Regions from separate parts of the Dromaius novaehollandiae genome. Here region 1 is linked to region 2. Evidence: chromatin contacts called from public Hi-C data. All regions are on one chromosome and are shown on one strand. Each heading gives the region's core, a stretch centred on a gene start, on an enhancer-like site or on the middle of the called end of the contact. The rest is flanking DNA. Distances are from core to core; before and after follow the strand shown. Region 1 holds the start of MEF2A (myocyte enhancer factor 2A). Region 2 overlaps MEF2A (myocyte enhancer factor 2A).

Region 1 (5,222 bases), core at 2,450-4,949, 78 kb after region 2:
TCAATGAGAAGGGAAAGTATGTCCCAATGTTTTGCACGCATTATCAGGCTGTTGTCATGACGGAATAGGCCCAAACCCTGTGTTTTTACACAGATGACTTAATCGTGTGACCTTTAAAAATAAAGATGAAGAATTTGATAAAGTGAATAAAATGTGCTAAATTTCATTTTTAGAAAAGGTATTTTTAAAAATCAAGCTGAAACACACAGACATCACTCGCACACGGCATAACAGAACACAGTTAGTCAGGCAAAAAGCTTAGTTCCTAAATTAATACAAGACAACAGACTACACAGAATTACACTACTCTACTTTTACAAGTGTTACAGAATTCACAGGCTGTATTTTGTCACGCATGGCACGACCGAGACAAGGCAAGGTAGCATGGCACTGTTCACAGACTAGCATGGTATTTCTAGTCTCAAGGCAGCACTTAGCCCCAGAATACGTAGAATGACATCAACAAGTTATCTGAGAAACTTGGCTAACACTCTAATGTAAACCCTGTAGAAGCTTTACTGCCCACATTAACCAGTTTAAGGTAAACCACATTCACTTCAGCTCAAATCAGGTTTCTCAATAAGACAGGTCTTCTACGATAATAAGTCATTATTTTCTCCAGAATTATCTCAAGTTTTAATACAGCCAAGTCCTTCATATGTTATTAGTACTACATGACTAAAAAATTGATTCTATAGATCAATTTACCCACTTCACTAAATTCAACATTCTCTTATTTCATCCCTTGTTTCCCAGAGTAAGAAAATAATGGTATATGAATTTAGAGGAATTTAAATTCAGGTATCTAAGCATATGCAAATCATTCTATGGACTCACTCATTTACAGAAATGACATATAATTACAATGGTTTAAATACACACTTAAATGACAGAGCAAAACAAGGAAACATACTGTCTAACAACTAATATATTTCTACCATATTTTACAAACTGTGAATACCTTTTTGCAAATAAAACATTAGAAACGCTAGAACGTTAGAAGTGGTTTAGATGAGCTGCACTGGCAGAGAGAGAGAGAGAGAGAGAGAGAGAGAGAGAGAGAGAGAGAGAGACTGCCATCTACATTATAATTGCTCTGAAGTAGATCTCTTCCCTCTCTTTGAGGGATTCTTCTCTTTTAATGATGATACTACTCTACTGCTACTGGTGGACTAAGTCAACTGCATATTTAGAAAGAAATTATGGAGGAGAAAAATAACTAGCTAGGGAACTGGGTTATCTTCCCTCCTAAATTCCCAACCAAATGCTCTCAATCAAACAATATTCATCTCCAACTGGACAGTATATTATAAACCCTTAATATCAAGATAAATTGTTCCGTTTTCTTATTTCTGTTTCACTAGTTAGACAAATACAGAATTTAAAAGTATCACATTGCACCTATGCCCTTTAGTGACTGAAAGTGTTACAATGACATCCTGTATTACATTTTTTCTATACTGGGTAATGTTATTTTGTAAATATATAATGCCTAAATGAAAAAAAAAAAAAAGTTTAGTAAGGGGGACCTCATACTTCTTCCCCAAATCCAAACGACTTGTGGGAAAGGAAAAAAACAAGACTGTGTTCTTACATGTAAGAGGTAGAGATAAGCATTTTAATAATTTTAAAAGACAGACCTATAAAGAAAAACAGAATAGGTTTGCTGTTGTGCCACCTTTTGTGCAAGTGGTTTAAGCACTAGCTCTCAATAACAGAGCAACAGAAATATCCATCAAAATATCACAGCTAGATCTTAAAAATGAAAGATGACTTTTAAAATGAACAATTATTTGTAGTCAGTTAACCTAATCAAGTTTGAAAGCTTATAGACTTCCTCGTGCTATCATAAAAATTTACCAAACATTGAAAATGGTTTAAAATAAACACTGTATATATTACCAATTCCATACCAAAACAAATATGTGTTTTCTTAACGCTGTTTAAAAATTATTCCTTTGTACTGCTCCTTTGTACTTCCCAAAACCATTTTCTCCCCTACCGTTCATGATATATTTAATCCTTGTACAACTATGGGACACAATAGCTTTGCACTGAGTAGTGAAAAAACCTTCTCATACTGTCATCTTTCCTCTAGAAAACTCCAGTTTTTCAACTCTGAAGTTAATCACCTGTCAAAAAAAAAAAATCACTACAGCTTAGTTTTCTAAACAACTCCATTCTCTTTGCCAAACAGCATCCCAAAAGCAGGTAAAAATTTATCGGAAGACATAGCTCCATAAACTCAAAGGATTTACTGCCTTTCAAGCCAAAAAGAGAACAGTCTCTTTCCTTACCCTCATGACTTCTGCACAGGACTGGTTAACGCAAAATCCCATTCGCAGTGCACAACCGTACTTCAATCCCCCCCGCCCCGGACAAAACATCCCCTAGTTTACACATTAGCGAGCAGTTTCTCCTCCCATCTGCAACACACCTTTCTGTGGTGTAAAACTACTTGAACAATTTCTGTGTGTGCCCCTGCCCCTCCCCGACCCCAAGCATTTCCACTATGGTGTCCACAGATGCCTAGTTTGGGTTTTTGGGGTTTTTTTTTTGGTTTTTTGTTTTGTTTTGTTTTTTTTTTTTTAAAGTGTGATGTTGCTTGCCGAACGTGGCTGCCGAGGAGCAGGACAAAAGGTACCTCTGCTCTCCGCGCACACACGCCCCGAGAGGGAAAGTTCACCACCCCAGCGAGGGGGGTCTCACCTCAGGGCTCCCCGAGCGCCAGGGCCTCGCCCCCCAGCCCGCCGCACCAGCCCCCCGGCAGCCTCCCCCGGCCTGGTCCATAAATGTCCATCCTCCCCTCCGGCCCAGCGCAGCGCCAAGTTGCGGAGAGGCCGCGGGGCGCTCGCCCACCCGCCGGGCCGGGCCGGGCCGGGCCGGACCCCGCCGGGCCGCCGCCCCTCCCCCGCCCGCCCGCCCGCGGCGCCCCCTCCCCCGCCCGCCCCCCGCCGCCGCCTCGCGCACCAACTTCCCCGCCAGCAGCCCCCGCGCCGGGGCGGGAAGGGGGGAAATCCCCTCCCCCCCTTCAAGCCGCCCCCCTCAGTGACCCCCGCCCGTCACCCGCTGCCCCGGCCCGACCTCGCTCGCCGCCCCCCCCTCCCGCCGCCTCCGACCCCTGCCGCCCTCCGGAGCCTCGCGGGACCCTGCCCCGCGCTCCCCCTCGCCCCCCAAAGCGGGGACCCCCCCCCCCTCCGGCTCACTCACCCGCCCGCGCTCCCCGCCGCCGCCGCGCCTGCCTCCTCCCCGCTGAGGCTCCTCAGGAGACACTGACACCAGCGCACGGATACCCACTGGGCGCTATTTTTGGGAAACAAGGCCCAACCGAGGCCGGAACTACTTCCTCTGTCACTCTCTCCTCAGGCGGCGGAGCACAGCTGGCTCGTGAAGATATCCTTCCGCCCTTTTCTCCTGGCAGCTCCGGCTACCACTGAGGGCGCTTACCGGAGCCGGCCAGGCGGGGGAGGAGGCGGCAGTAGGGGAGAGGGAGAGGTAAACCTGCGCCGGGCGGTGGGGCTGGAAGTGCCCCAGTTTGGGTAGGCGGCATCGCCGGATTATTTTGTTTTACCATGGGAGCGGCCGGGTCTACATTCTTCGCGGCCGACCCGATCCTGCCAGAACCGCGAGCCCATAGGGCAGAGGGCCGGAGTGAAGGGCGCGCGCGGCCAATCACAGAGCCGGCAGAAGAAAAGAGGCGGCCGCCAACCAGAGCACTGGTTGGGGGCGGGGCGTGAGGAAACGTGGAGCGCTTGAGTGACAAGAGGGCGCTCAATCAGAGAGGCGGAAAGGAAAGCGGCAGCCAATCAGAACCGAGCTCGTGCGGGGCCTACTGCGAAGGAAGCCTTTAGACGTGCCCCGCCTCTCCAAACTTTGCGACAGCGCATGCGCACCGCACTCCGCCGTCGGCCAGGGCGCCCCGTCCCTCGCTTCGCCGCCAGTGACGCACGTACATAGCTCCGCCCAGCCGAGCGGCGGCGCATGCGCGGCCGCGCCTGCCCCTGTAGGGCAGGGCCGTGCGCACCCCGCGCCCGGCGGCGACGTGCTGAAGGGTTGCCCAGGGCAACGGCTGCGCCGGGCCCTGCGGGGGGGCCGCTGGCCGCCTCACGGCCCCACAGCCTCCCCGGCTGTTCAGGTGCCGTCACTTCTGCCGCAGAAACAATCATTTCACAGAATCAGTCCTGTCACAGAAACAAACAAGTGTTTGGTGGCTTTCTGTGAGAGTTCCTGCGCCGTGAGGCCGTGGGCTCGGCCGGCTTCTTCCGGTGGGGTCACGGTCCACCTTGGTCCCCCCATCAGTCTCCAGCTCGTGTTAGCTTTGCCAGAGCTCCCATTAATTTTGCTTTTAAGTGGAAAAGACTGCTTAGAAATACATAATAAAAGATGTAAAAATTGGCATCTTTCACAGTAGGCAGCGGCCAGAGAATGACTCAAAGATAAAATTTTGATGATAAAAAGTTACTTGCCAAAAATCTTCTGTACTCTACTGCTTTCCTAGATTTATACTGCAAGGTACCAAGCCTCAGAGCGAAAGGATGAGAGCCGTTTCAAAGCAGTCAATCACTCATGGAGAGTGTACCTGCCTTTGCTTCAGGACGCAAGAATCGGAAAAAAAAGTAGATCCAAAAATTACTAGAAACCAAGATGAAAGAAATAATGACAGAAACACCAACTCTGAGTGTGCTAAGCACACCGCTGGAGGGAACAGCGTAGCTCCCCAAAGGCCATTCCCCAAAAATGAATGTAAATTTCTGTTGTCTTTTTGCAATTATTTAGCTCAAATGAAAGCAGGAGCAGCTCACTGAAATTTTGAAGATCAGTATTTATAGTGGCTGGGCTGCTTGGATTTTAAATACATAGCCAGGGTATAAGTTCAACAACTTCTGAAACATCCATCTTTCCTTCAAAACAGAAGTGCAAGAGCATGCAATCTTTTACCGTGAATCTAGTAAAGAGCTAATCAAAGATGTGAAAGACACAAAGAAATAACAAAATACAAATAATTGCCATCTACTCTCATGTTTCCAAGCTGCTTGTTACTGACCTATAATGAACAGCAAGAGATTCAAATACATATAGATTTCTTACATTTCTCAACATGAACAGTCCAAATGACACTGATTTTTATATAAGCATAATTTATTCTTTTATTCCTGACTATACCTATCATCCATAATAGCTATAAAGTCTATTACTAGAATCTAATGATTAATACCACGAAA
Region 2 (4,525 bases), core at 60-2,559:
TGAACGTGGGTGGAACTTGCTAATCTGAAAGTAGCAACCACAGTACCCTCATTCACATATGGATGAGCAGTAAATTCACAAGTTTAAGGTCAGCACTGCGAGTTCTGGCTTTGTTTGTGAATTTCCTACTCTGCCAAAACCTGACCATACTTGGAGGATCTGATACATCCCTTGTTTTTTTCAAGGCTGAGGGAGGAGTTTTTTCCAATTTAGTATTTTCCCGAAGCCTTTCTATGAGAAGTATGGGAATGCTTTTTTTGTGAGAAGTCTACTGTTTTTCTCAAAGATCATGTGGGAAAGTCAGGACACAACGACAGCAGAGAGAACTAAAAGCTTTTGACATCAGCATTCTTCCTTCGGTGTTAGGGACCACTGCAAAAACGTATTTCTTTTTAACATTCTCTAGCAAGAAACAGCAGAATTAATTGGGATGCCTTGAGGTTGGTGGTTAAATTTCGTTAAAGGGGCTGGAAACATTGCTTGGAGTTGAGAATGCAGGCTAGAGCCGCGCAGACTCTTGCTTGTTTGGAGAAACCTGGTCACTTTTTGTCAATTGTTATTTGCTATGTTGGGATTTGCACGAGCTCCAGGAAAACACAAAACAAAAACAACAACAAAAAAAGGCTGAATCCACACAGACTTAGTTTATTTGTGAATTACTACTGCAGGTGTCCAGGTGGCTTTATTTGGTTAGGACATGAGAAGAAAGCAAAAACCGGTGTGTAAAATGAAACATGCAGAGAGAGTAATTACGACCTTAACGTTTTAAAACGGAGCTACAGCAAGGCTGCGCATGCATTAGCTACAAACAGCCTGTGCAGCATCAGATTACAAGACAAATCTCACACCGTGAATATCAGAGAGTATAAATTAAGTGAATCTGGGAACATATGTGAGGAAGTAACAATTACTTGAAAATAGCATAAGTTTGATGCAACTATATCCTAAAAAAATTGTCACAGAATATTTTTTAATCAAAATTACTAGTGCTTTTAAAGACCTTGTTATTAAAAAATATATAGTCTCTGCTTTAACAATAAATACATTTTATTACTCACTAGGCTGTCAACATTACCATATGTATAGAGTAATGCTGTGGTTTTTGAAACTTCAGAACAATAACACTTTTTATAAACAATGGACTTCTGTACAGTATTTTCATCTATCCTATGATGCCATTTCCTGCCCTCTGTTTTCAAGCGTTTTGGTAGCTCATGTGTTAAATCTGGATAGTGTCTTGCTTCCACACCCAATACAGTCATTTCCTGTAGCCCTTATTACAAGGCTCTGCCAGCCCTTCAGAAACATTTCATGCTCTTAATGGTGCTGTCAAAAACAACAAACTTCTTGCCATTGCCTTCTCTGCACAGTATCATTCAGCAGCAGTGCAGGCAGAGTCAAAGCATTTGCTCTGTCAAAAGGCTGAGCATTTTTTTTTTTTTTTAGAACAAAATGAGTGTTTAGAAAAAGTGTTAAGGATGAGAAAAACAAAAATGTCATAGATGTGCAATACTAGGAGCGTTAATCTGACAAAACAGCGGCCCTTTGATAGATATTCTGTGCTTGCTCTTTGCAACAAACACTGAGGTACCTGTATCTATTACTCATATGCTAGGGCTGCAAAAAGACTGTACAATATTCATTTTTTATATGAAATTTGAAGTATTTTTTTGCTATTAAAGATCTAATAAGAAAATCAAATTACAAGTAAAGACTGAAAGGACAACTAAAAGCACAGTATTTCTTAGAGTAAGGTCATGAGCCAGAAACAGATAATGATTACAGGATGATGCAACTGCATGGCAGGTTGCCAAACTGAAGCTTTAATAACCCCATAAATTCCACTTACTATTTTGTATAATACAGAAGTTGTCTCTACCCCACTCACTATAGATCTTCCTCAAATACAATTACTTTAATGTTTAAAAACACTAACAAATTGAAAAATGGAAACAGGATATAAAATCCTATGTAAGTGTAAATTAAAACTACCGGTTTTACTTCCATCACAACAGTTTTATTTAACTGTAATTTTAAGACAGACTACAAAAGCATTTTCAAAATACATATTTGACAAACAGAGATCAATGCAGATGATAAAAGCCCTCGATTATGGGAGTAATTTTAAACAAAGGTGAAAATTATAGTTTAATGAGATTCTATCGTAAAAAGCATTGCCAATGCCTATTAGCCCATTTCTTGTTTGGTCAAATACTTGATTTAAGCTTGAAATAGCTTCTTTTCTGAAAATACATACTAAAACCCGCCCATTTTAACAACTGTATACTAATGCCTTCAGAAACCTAATCCTGCTGAATCTCATTTATTATCCTGCAGTCCAAGATGTAGCATTCAATTATATCAGTCAGACTCATATTTCACTATATAAATCACATCACCTGAAAAAATGAACACACAGGGATGGAAAGTACTCCATGTTCTTATTACAACTCTAGGAATATATTAGTGTCATTGATGCCATTTATCTTTTTTTGTGCTTCAACTTTGGAGAAACTGAATTGTGCACAGTTTTGGAAAATAATCATGGGCAACCAAATAAGCAATACAAGATTAAGCAACATGAGAACTGTAGTACATAAATATTTATCCATCCAATAACTTCACATAACCTGACAAAAGTTACATTATTTAGAAATTTCAAAGTAAATTGAAAATGGTATTTAGCAAGAAGACATCATTACAGTACATGCACAGAATACGAAATAAAGTCTATTTAAGAAAAATATTTACATGTAGGACCTTGCAAAAAAAGGACTACAAGTAAATATGACAACAGCATTTCTATGTGCCTTAACTGCTATAGCTGCATTTTGGGGGGAATGATAGCTCTAAATGGAAATTAAATAACCTGCAGTTTGTACCATTTTCAGCTCTGCAGAACAGAAATCACTGCTGATTCTAGCATCACTTCAGAAAGCCTACTTTCTCCACTAGTTTTGGAAACACTTTATTATAACTTCTCTAAGTAGTAGAAATACATGCATTTTCATTGACCTTTAAACATCGATATTTTGGATAATGCTATGATTAAAATTAAAGTGTACCTTTGACAACAGTGCAAGATTTTGAAATCGGATAACCATGAAAGATTTATACTTTTAAAGGCAGTATTTTAGATATCAAAACAAAACGAAATACACACAACTTTGAAACTCAAGGGAACACTTACTTACGTTAAGAAACTAAATAAAAAAGGACTCATTTTCCAGGTTGCTGGAAATTTTTTTGCCTGGAGCTATATGCAAGGATGAGACATAATTTTCAAGAATATTTAGAATTTAAGTAGACCTTCTACAGGATTAGGATTATTATTCAGAACATAGCAGCAAATTTAAAATGAAAACATACTGCATTTATTTTTAAACGTTATTCAACTGCATGAGAAAAATTAGCACTGGCAATTAGATGCCTTTTAGGTCATTTGTCAGCTAAACTGTTTGCAGTTAATGAAATCGGACTTTTACTTGCTGAACTTGTTGCTTTCTATACGTTGTAGGCACAGCCAGTGTAAAGAAGGGAGAACAGAATTGATATATTAACAGTAATCAGAACTTCTGAGGGCATGTGCTGCAATATCAGGCCAAGCTGACATTATCTAAACATTGAGACTTCACACAAACAGATATGCTGCAGTACTTTCATCCAGCTGGTAGATCAATAGTTTGTTATGCATATGGCAAATTCCAGCCAGAGTTGTCTTGTATCTTCTCGTAAACCAGAAATTTTGGCAAGATAATGAACACACATAACAGTATATGAGATTTCAACAAAAATTTAAGAGTACTTCATGGGCTGTAATGACCTCATGTGGACCTACAGCTTCCAAGAGGTCTTGCTTTTTTTTTAAAAAAAAAAAAATATATATATATATATTTTTTTTTCCATGCCAATTTCAGCCAGTTGTTTCCTGTGAGCTGATCTAATCAGATCATGATGGATGGATCAAACTTTGTTATGTGCTGACAACTGGGTCTGTGTCTATCAAAGGGAGAAGGGTTCAGCTTGCACTCTGCCAACCAGCTGGTCTGTAGTCCACTTTCAGTAGTCCTTTTTTCTCAAGAAGAACTTGGAAGCTGTAGGCTGGAAATGTAAACAGACTGCTCTCAGACTTCTCAGACTTCTCTTCAACTTCTTCCTTACAGAAGGGTGAAACACTGACTGTTGTATTTACCTGGGTAACCGTGAAGATGACAGTAAGGCGGAATGATACGCCAACACTATTGAGATTACAGAGCAAGAACCTTTGTCCACTGCATTTAGCATCACTCGAACATATATCCTTAAATCAAACCCCTTGCATTACAAGCTAGGAAGCAGAAGCTCCATCTTGTGTAAGTTATCTGTGGCAGATACTAACCTGTCCCACCAAAGTATAGCAGGTTAGAAGTACCACTAGTAACCCATAATCATAAGTAGGAACACGCTCAAGGATTACAGCTGCTTTCCTACAACAATGGTGCTAGGCTGTTTATCCGATGCAGATGATACAGACTGGTGAGTTGGG

What was found. Hi-C and Micro-C count contacts between places; a contact is called where the count stands out from the background.
Region 1: a contact with region 2 is called in a Hi-C map of liver, with 4 times the contacts expected there. The contact joins the promoter of MEF2A here to the enhancer-like site in region 2. A contact is called at or near these places in 2 of 4 Hi-C or Micro-C datasets (brain and liver).

The regions. Positions count from the first base shown.
Region 1 is chr10:4,561,982-4,567,203 of bDroNov1.hap1, forward strand. MEF2A (myocyte enhancer factor 2A) reads right to left here and starts at 3,700. Exons shown (of 12, transcript XM_064517905.1): 1 at 3,572-3,700.
Region 2 is chr10:4,486,177-4,490,701 of bDroNov1.hap1, forward strand. The region is part of intron 7 of MEF2A (myocyte enhancer factor 2A); the gene reads right to left. Among named protein-coding and RNA genes, the nearest start is that of LYSMD4, 34 kb to the left of the region's middle. Within about 2 kb of position 1,310, at least 1 of the 2 cell types and tissues checked has open chromatin away from gene starts, as enhancers often do.